3 separate regions of the Mus musculus genome follow, and all the other regions are linked to region 1. A link is a contact called in public Hi-C and promoter capture Hi-C data. All regions are on one chromosome and are shown on one strand. The core of a region is the stretch at or near the end of the contact, and the rest is flanking DNA. Distances in the headings are between cores, read along the strand shown.

Evidence for each region. A called contact is a pair of places that touch in the nucleus more often than the background predicts. Capture Hi-C pulls out chosen DNA fragments and counts their contacts.
Region 2: a contact with region 1 is called in a promoter capture Hi-C map of liver. The contact joins the promoter of Pus3 here to the promoter of Dcps in region 1. A contact is called at or near these places in 13 of 39 promoter capture datasets (the C10 cell line, the HPC-7 cell line, cranial neural crest and 8 more), 7 of 484 Hi-C or Micro-C datasets (CD4 T cells, the G1E-ER4 cell line, embryonic stem cells and 2 more), 15 of 115 datasets of contacts at active chromatin or transcription factors (the 230-238 cell line, craniofacial prominence, effector CD8 T cells and 9 more) and 4 of 9 other capture datasets (adipose tissue, liver, macrophages and 1 more).
Region 3: a contact with region 1 is called in a Hi-C map of CD8 T cells, with 6 times the contacts expected there. The contact joins the enhancer-like site here to the promoter of Dcps in region 1. A contact is called at or near these places in 6 of 39 promoter capture datasets (the C10 cell line, cranial neural crest, embryonic stem cells and 2 more), 12 of 484 Hi-C or Micro-C datasets (CD4 T cells, CD8 T cells, LSK cells and 6 more), 6 of 115 datasets of contacts at active chromatin or transcription factors (astrocytes, effector CD8 T cells, embryonic stem cells and 2 more) and 2 of 9 other capture datasets (adipose tissue and liver).

What each region holds. Positions count from the first base shown.
Region 1 is chr9:35,174,494-35,177,421 of GRCm38.p6, reverse strand. It overlaps Dcps (decapping enzyme, scavenger), which reads left to right and starts at 1,435. Exons shown (of 6, transcript NM_027030.2): 1 at 1,435-1,651. The coding sequence starts at 1,454.
Region 2 is chr9:35,557,088-35,560,015 of GRCm38.p6, reverse strand. Pus3 (pseudouridine synthase 3) reads right to left here and starts at 1,456. Exons shown (of 5, transcript NM_023292.5): 1 at 1,283-1,456; 2 at 499-713. Ddx25 (DEAD box helicase 25) reads left to right here and starts at 1,546. Exons shown (of 12, transcript NM_013932.4): 1 at 1,546-1,678; 2 at 2,265-2,331; 3 at 2,587-2,634. The coding sequence starts at 1,616.
Region 3 is chr9:35,431,728-35,434,655 of GRCm38.p6, reverse strand. It overlaps a transcript of Cdon not described here. Among named protein-coding and RNA genes, the nearest start is that of Cdon, 19 kb to the left of the region's middle. Within about 2 kb of position 1,510, at least 11 of the 459 cell types and tissues checked have an H3K27ac peak or open chromatin away from gene starts, as enhancers often do. A contact at or near this core is called in CD8 T cells, where this site is marked.

The DNA of each region.
Region 1 (2,928 bases), core at 186-2,685:
GTGTGAGACCCTGATTTAGAGCATTTCTCCCTGGAAGGTAAAGCCCCTGGATATTCCCTAAGCTTGTTTTCCCTGATCTTTAAAAATCCAGCTAGAAAGAAGCTCTTTGTTCTCTATAGCCAGAAAAAAGCCTTTTTGTTTCTATACTGTACAACCGGAGATGCCTGCCTTCCTGTGCTGAGGACACGGAGATAAAAATTCAGAAAGAACTCACTCCCCACTCCTGCCTTGTAAATTTCACCAAGGACACCGGGAAGAGAAGAACTCTTCCCAACTCCTCCCAACTCTCCTCCCAATTCCTCCCAACTCCTCAGCTACCTGTTAAAAGCCCCCTACTGTCACTGCTCAGGGTCGAACTCCCCTGCCCTGCAGGGCAGGCAGCAGGCGGAGGGACTTTGTCCTCAGCTAGCTGATAATAAAACCTCTTGCAGTTTGCATCAGGTGTGGTTTTCTCTCGAGATGTTGGGGTGTTGGCCAGCTCATCCCGGGACTTGAGCGGAGGCCCAGCATTGGGGTTCTTACACTTGACAATATTTGGAGTTGCCAACTGAAAGGGAGTGGGAAAAGGGCTAGCCTGTACGAATGGCCACACCAGTCACCTACAAAATCTAAAAACGCTGAGTTTTATTACTATTCCTTTACAATAAAAGAATACAAACTACTTCTCTGGGTAATAGGGAAGAACTACAGGCAAAGTGGATTTAGGAAGTTATGGAAAGACATGTATAATCCGTCTTGTCAGCTTACTTTTTCTTATCTACAAACAAATAAAAAACCCAAAAGGCTAAGTCTACACATAAAGGGAAAACAATTGATGTAAAATAACGAAAGTAGGAGAAAATGAACAATAGTTTACGTACTCACTTTTTAAAAACAACAACCAAGCCCCGAAGGTAGTGGCGTACGCCTTTAATCTCTACACTGGAGTCAGAGGCAAGTGGATCCAGCCTAGTCCATACAGATACCCTGTCTCAAAACAACAAAAACCAAGAAACAAAATGCCTTGTCGATTTATTTAAAACAAAATAAAACATTCCTTGCACGCCCACTCGTGAGTTGGGACCTTAATGTAAAACGTCATTATTTAACACTCTGTATCCATCATCATACAGCACCCAAAAGTGTTTTCGGTTTCCCATCCCAGGAGCTGGGCTAAGGTGGGCCTCTTTATTGTCACACACCTCTACTCCACCTCGTTAGGACCTCGCTGGTTTCCTTTCCCTTCCTCATCGCCTTCTAGGCAAAAGTCATTGGAAGGCCCTCACCCAAACAGGTGCAAAAACTGCAGAAGCGGACTACAACTCGAAGCATGCCGGGAAATGGAGTAGCGGACGTGCCTGCGCGGAGCATGCCGGGAGTTGAAGTCCAGTCCCTCACAGACTGTGAGGAAGGACCGCAAGGGGCGTGGGCGGAGGCTTCTTCGTGCAGGCGGGTACGGTTCTTCCCAGGCAGCATGGCGGATACAGCGCCTCAACTCAAGAGAAAGCGCGAACAGGAGGCAGAGGAGGCAGAAACCCCCAGCACAGAGGAGAAGGAAGCAGGCGTTGGCAATGGCACCTCTGCCCCTGTCCGCTTACCGTTCTCCGGCTTTAGAGTACAAAAAGTGCTCAGGGAGTCTGCGCGGGACAAAATTATTTTCCTGCATGGGAAGGTACCATTAAATAACCCGGGGGACGCGGGAAGGAGGGAACCAGTCTTCGTGTCAGAAGCGGATTTGTTTCCATTCTGGGAACTACCAGTCACGTTATTCGGGGAAGGTGGAGTGTGCCACTACCATGATACCTGTAGCGACAAGATTGCTGTGTAATTAAAGGAATGCGCACATCTAGGTCTAATTGCCCCAATTTCTCCTTCCCTAGAAATAGATGCCAGTTTTAAAATCACGTGTTAAACTCCCCAAGCCATTCATCATCGTTTATTTTACGTATGAAGACGCCAGGAACTCAGCAAGTGTTTGTTCTGCATCTTGTCTCTGGAAATGACGAGATAACTATTGAGATGTGGTCCCTGCTTTATGTGACTTCAGCCTAAGTTGTTAACCCTTTCCACATGCTGTGTGCTCTCATGTATGAGGGGGATCCAGGCGTGTGCATGGCATGTGGAGACCACTGTCCCTGTTCTGGGTCTCCTGGACTGCAAACTACTAAGGAGTTAGCTGGTTCTGCATACATTGTGCTTAGCTGTCTAGCAGGAACGGAGGAGAGTTGGAGACCATCACAAACTACTGAGGCAACTAGTCAAGGCAGATACGGAGGTTTCTCTAGAATGGGCTGCTTGAAACTTCCACGTGTGACTTCATTCTGCTGAGAAAGTTTTATACAACCCTGGGTATATAGGCATATATAATATATAACACACACACACATATATATATATATCTTTGGTATACTTACATATTTTCATTAAAGATGTAAACAAATTTGCATGCTTACAAATGACATGGATGTGCCTGCTTATAAAGAATGAGCTCTTGGCTGACCAATGCAGCAGGATATAGAGCATTTTGAGCCTTTTTCAGAGTTGATCAATATTTTCATTTGATAATAGTGCTGAGAATGCTACTTTGTATTAATATGTAGTACAGAGTGGCAGAATTGCGACTACTATGGTTAGCTGTTTGTCTCCTTTTGAGCTTGACAAGTACCATTTCAGAAACTGTTGGAGATACAGTCCTAATCCCAAGCCATATTCATTTAACAACTTTTAAAAATGAAACTCAGCAACTCAAACAGCACTTTATTTTTTACTACAGCGGGGGCGGGGCGGGGGGGGAGCACACCATGGCATACATGTGAAGGTCCGGGAACAACTTTGTGGAGAGGGTTCTCTCCTTCTTCCTGTACATGGGTTCTGGGGACTCAAACAGAGGTTGTCAGGCTTGTGTGCCCAGCATCTTCACTTGCTGATCCGTGCCAGCAGGCCTTGAGC
Region 2 (2,928 bases), core at 207-2,706, 380 kb before region 1:
TGGGGGTAACCAAATACCCACAAAGGGAATTCCTGGGCGCACCAAGCTTTCACCCTAAAATAGCACGCCCTAAATGTACGAAACTTCTTTAAATGTTTAAATGTATATGGCGAGGGTACACATTTCCTTTGTAATAAAGGGTTTGAGACGCGCTACGACCATTAATCAACTCTGAAAAGAATTGTGTAAAACAAAACCCAAAGTTTCCCGCCACCCCTTCCTTCCATAGCATAATTAATGGGCTTCCACTGTTCATATTTGAGCAATTTTGATGTAGTAGAGGCCCTCTAAACTAGTTACAGACTCTAAGCCCCGCCGATGGGATTTCCTAGCTGCTAGAAGTTCCAGGCACGACACGATATGCGTTGTCCTAAGTCCCATTTCATACACCAAGGCCTTCTTAAACACTTAAATACCAGGGCAGAAGGTAGCAGTTCAGCCTCCATCTGTTCATTCCTCTCTAGAACTCAAAGATGCCCAACTCAGAGTTTAACTCACCTTCCGGTCCTCAGTAGGCGGCCATGCGGCTAGCCGGAAGCTATGGCTTTCCGTCTTCAGTAAGCATGCGCGGCTTCACCAAGCGTGCGCCGACGGTTCTGGGAAATGTAGTTCGGAAGGCACGGTGTGGGCTTTTAGCCGAAGCCCACCGCATGCGCAGGTTTCTGATGCAGCTTCCTCTTTACCGCAAGCCAATACGAGAAATATAGTCTGGTCTAAAATGAGAAAAAAAGATTTTCAAATGCTGGCTATCCTATATGAAAACTAAGAGATTGAAGATCCTGTCCCAACATCGTTTAATTAACAGAAATTTAACCTTGAGAGTCGAAACATTTACTACTAGAATGTAAATGTAAGGGTTAAAGGGAAATGCTTTGACCTGAAAACACTGAAAGATTGCGACAGAACAGGGCCAAGGAATTCTGCTTCAGCACCACGGAGAGATCATGGCTCCAGTTTTGAGTTTCTGCTTTTGACAATTATAGAAATGTTGCCCCAAGTCTTAAAATTCCAGTCAGAAAACTGAAAATCCTGGTTCTTTGGTCCAAACTTAGCATAAGGTTGGACCAAAGAGCTACCCCAGAGCTGTGCAATACATGTCATAGATATAGATAGTGGTGGTCCAGATTGCTTTAAAAGGAGACCCCTCCTTAGAATAAAAATTAAAATATGCGTGTATGTGGGCACATCACAGGTATCCTGGACACATGTCCGCACTTGAGTTCTGTTTTCCTTCTGAACCTCTGGTCAAGCCCATCTCTCCCTCCACTGTGCAACCTCACACCTGGTGATGCCCAAGCGGGGCTGTCGGGAGAGATACCCGCACGAGAGCCTGCAGCGCGGTGTGTGTACCGCCTCCGTGCCCACTTTCTCTCTGCTGTGCGGATGGCCGGCTGGTCAAACGGAAAGCTCGCGGGTGTCCCGCACAGCTGCGCCCCGCACCTCTCTCCCTCCGCCCGCCCCGCGCCGGGCCCGCGCCTGCGCACTGCGCCGCGCCACGGGTGGTCGCGAGGCGGACGCCGGTCCCGGAGCCTGACCATTGGCCACTGAGCCGAGCCGGCGCTGCCCCGCGCGGGGGTGGCAGCACGTGCCAGGGGCGAGAGCGGAGACCGCAGCTATGGCGTCGTTACTTTGGGGAGGCGACGCCGGGGCGGCGGAGAGCGAGCGGCTGAACAGCCACGTAACTGCCGCTGAGCAGGGGAGGGCCCAGGGGCGGGGGCTAGAACAGGGACTCCCGAGGGAAGTCCCCTGGGAAGGGGAGCGCCCGGCCGGCGTTTAGAGCGGGGTGTCAAGTGATGGGGGGTGTCAAGTGATGGGGGGCTGGGCTGGAAAGGCCACAGAAAAGGAGACTCCCAGAAAGGACCGACCTTTGATTTGAAAGGGCAGAGACCCCCTCAGGAAATACAGAGAGAGTGCGCAGCTGCTAGTCCTATCTGTACTGAGTTTTCTCCTATCCTGGTTTTGACCATTTAGCAGGCTTCTCATCTTCATAGCCACCTTCCCCTTGTAGTTGTAAACCACCCATCACCCAGATGCTGCCCATATTCAAACTAAGAGCCCTTATAAAGAGAGACTATGGAAGCCCCCATTCTATTATATGAGAATTCATACAATTACACAGATTCTTATAATGAAATCATTAACCCTTAACATTGCAAAGGAAGCAGTTTGAGGTGGTCTTCCCTCCCCTTGCTGTAGGATAGCGCCATGCTTCTTGCTTGATGTCCTGCTTCCTAACCTTGGTTGAATTTTGTGCCTTTCAATAGTTTTCAAATCTCGTCCATCCCAGGAAGAACCTTCGTGGTATTAGGAGTACCACAGTCCCAAACATAGGTGAGTGTTGTTAGGCTAAAGCAAGACTGGCTTAATTAACACCTTTGCTTTCCCCATGTATCTGCCATGAAATAGCTTTGGCTTCCTTCCTCTCCACTGAAAATCCTCCACCTCCTCAGGCACATCGCTTTACTCTTGCAGGAGATGGCTCTGTTTGCATACACTGTAGCGTCTGTGAGACGTTCTGAGAATGCATTGTATGTTTCCACTCAACATTTTTCTTTATGCTTCTTATTTTCCCTTTTACCCTCATAGACGGCTCTCTTAACACGGAAGATGATGATGATGATGAAGACGATGTAGGTAGGAGACAAGCTCGACTGAATGTACCTATTAGCTCTGCTGCTTGGTTTACCATCGCTTTGACTGTGCTAAAAGGATTAATTTCCTTGGGAAAGCACTATCTTTGTTTTCTTTTTGAATGAATACTATGGGGGGGGAGTACTGAATTAGGAGGGGGGTGCATTCCTTTAGACTACGTTGAAATGAAAACTGCAAGGTGTAGATTAAGAATTTTCGGTTTGGCTAGGAAGATATTGCAATTAGATGTCGGTCTGCACGTGGTCAAGGGTTTGCACAACAGAGCATAAGAAACTG
Region 3 (2,928 bases), core at 261-2,760, 260 kb before region 1:
AAAAGAACCACAATACAAGAGTTTGCAATTGCTCATCAGGGGTCCTGAGGACAGGGTGTCTATGACTCCTCTTGGGCCTGTCTGTGCGTGCAATGACCAGACTAGGTCAGTACCTCTCCTTCCCTATCTCCTGGAGGCACCATTCTTAGGAGTCTGCAGGGCACCCCAACAGACAAGAGCCTTGCTCTGCAAAAGCAATGCTTCACTCCTTTGTCCCAGTCTTATGTATTGTCAGATTCCCCGAGTGCACAGGCTGCGTTCACTCTAGGTGACCTGAGACACAAAAGATGCTAGTAGTTTTCAGTGAGTTAGAAAGAACTTTTATAAGCAAGTGGGGATCTTGTTTGCCTACTAAATGTTAAAGTCCACTCCCACCCCCAGCCCCCAAAACCCTCACATTTCAACATAAAGAAAAAAAAAAGAACCGTATTTGTACAAGAACTGCTCAGAACAGTTTCTCACTCTGGGTTGCTGAAGAGCTATAGAATTTTAGTATGTGTGACCTTCTTGTTTTGGTTCCATGCCTGCTAAAATCTATAATTCCAACTAGTGAAATATGCTCTCTCAACTCTGTGTGTGTGTGTGTGTGTGTGTGTGTGTGTGTACAGCTAGCTAAGAAAACAAGAAATTAACCAAATGTTAGTTTCTGCTTATGGGGCTAACCACTTCCTTATCTTTCCCCTAGTAATCTACTATATTGAGAAGAAAAATCTCAAATTAAGAAGTAACACACTGAGAGGCTCCTTCAAATAATCTTTATGATCATTTCCAAGGGCATGGGAGGTAAGTTCACATTTAAGAAGCCCACTTTGGGGGTTAACTAAAATATTCCTATTAACATAAGTAATATACACATAGTCAAATCCCTGAGCTAAAATTTATTTGATGCCACAAAGGCTTGATAGCAAACCTCTGCAAGCTGCACTGTATAATTTAAAACCCCACTGTGGCCGCTGTCATAGCAACAAATGGGAAATTATTCTAAGACCTAACCACTATGACAATAGTTCTTTTTAAAATACATCCTCAAACACAAAAGAAATAACAAATCATGACAATTGTGTTTGCTAGCTTAATAGGAAACCGTGGCTAACAACCAGGGTTACAATGACTCAAAATTAACTTTAGCTAGCCAGGAAATCCAGAAAAAAAAAAAAGAATTTAACTCAAATACATGATGAAATTTATATGAAAGACCCATAGATAATGATAGTCAGAGCAAGATTAATAAAATTTATTTTCTGGGCAAAATCCAACTAAAATACAAAATAATTTAAAATATGGTAACTAGAGCTTAGAACCAGGACTGGGGAGAAAATGGATCTGTTTTATTTTTGTTATAGCCTCAAAAGGGATTTGTGTTGTCTTTTTTTTTTCTTGATAGTTTCTTTATTTGCATTTCAAATGTCATCCCCTTTCCTGGTCCCCCCACTCCAGGAAACACCCTATTCCATCCCCCATACCCCTGCTTCAATGAGGGTATTCCCCCACCCACCTACTCCCACCTCCCTGCCCCGGCATTCCCCTACACTGGGGCATCAAATCTTCACAGGACCAAGGGCCATCTCTCCTCCCAATAATGCCTGACAAGGCCATCCTCTGTTACATATGCAGCTGGAGCCATGTGTATTTCTCAGTTGGCAGTTTAGTCCCTGGGAGTTCTGGGGGGCGAGGGAGGGGTCTGGTTGGTTCATATTGTTGTTCCTCCTAAGGGGCTGCAAACCCCTTCAGCTGGCTCTAACACCTCCACTGGGGACCCTGCGCTCAGTCCAATGGTTGGCTGGGAGCATCTGCCTCTGTATTTGTCAGGCTCTGGCAGAGCCTCTCAGGAGACAGCTATATCAGGCTCCTGTCAACAAGCACTTCTTGGCATCCACAATAGTGTCTGGGTTTGGTGACTGTATATGGGATGGATCCCCAGGTGGGGCAGTCTCTGGATGGCCTTCCCTTCAGTCTCTGCTCTACATTTTGTATTTGCTTCCATGAGTATTTTGTGTTGTCTTTTAAATATTTTTCAATAACTATAAATAAAACTACACTGGTTTAGAAATGAGAGAAAATCCAATCAGAATGTAGCTGGAAAATATGTTTCAGAGATGCACATGTGTAGAATTGAGTTAGGAAGACACTTAATCTACCCACACCATCTCAGCAAAACTGTGTGCTTCTCAAAACAGTGTGCACTTCCTTCTTCAAGAGCATCTAAGGCTTTAAGGAAAACTAGAACATCTCCTTTAAAATGGAATCTTAGAGCCCCCAGGAATCCCACCACTCAGGAGAAGGTGGGGGAACTGCCCCAAGTCAAAGGCTAGCCTGCTCATACAACAAGATCCTGTCCCAAAAATAACTGGCCAATGGTTCGGTCAGTAGAGGTGTTTGTACACAGGCCTGAAGACCTGAGTTCAATCCTAGATCCCACAAGGTAGGAGATAATAGTTGCCCTCTGCCTCATGGCATGCCGCAGACACGGCTCCTACATAACTGCGCACACAGACACAGAAACAGACATGCACCACTCACATGCCCACCTAATAAACACTGTGATAATAAAATAATAAAATGGCAGTCGCTCAGTAGGCTGTAACTGTGAGGTAAGTCATGGCCTCCGCACAGTAGTGAGTCTTCAGTGGGGTGCCAGCCAAGTTTTTAGAAGTTATTAAGAACCTAAACGTTTCTTCTTGGGGTTTTCTAGTCCCTAGGTCGACTGGAGCTAACGTTCAGATGCTAGGATACCAACAACTGGAAATCATCTCCATCCCTGCGCCCAGCCTTCCCTTCTCCACACCCTGCCACATGCACCAAATGCCGTCAAGTTGCCAGCTACATATGGTCTGTCTGTCAATCCATGAAGAGGAACCCGTTTTACGAGTGTGGGTTCCTGGGGCTCCTGTCCTGCCCTCCTCATCGCCATCAAGACGGGAACATGGG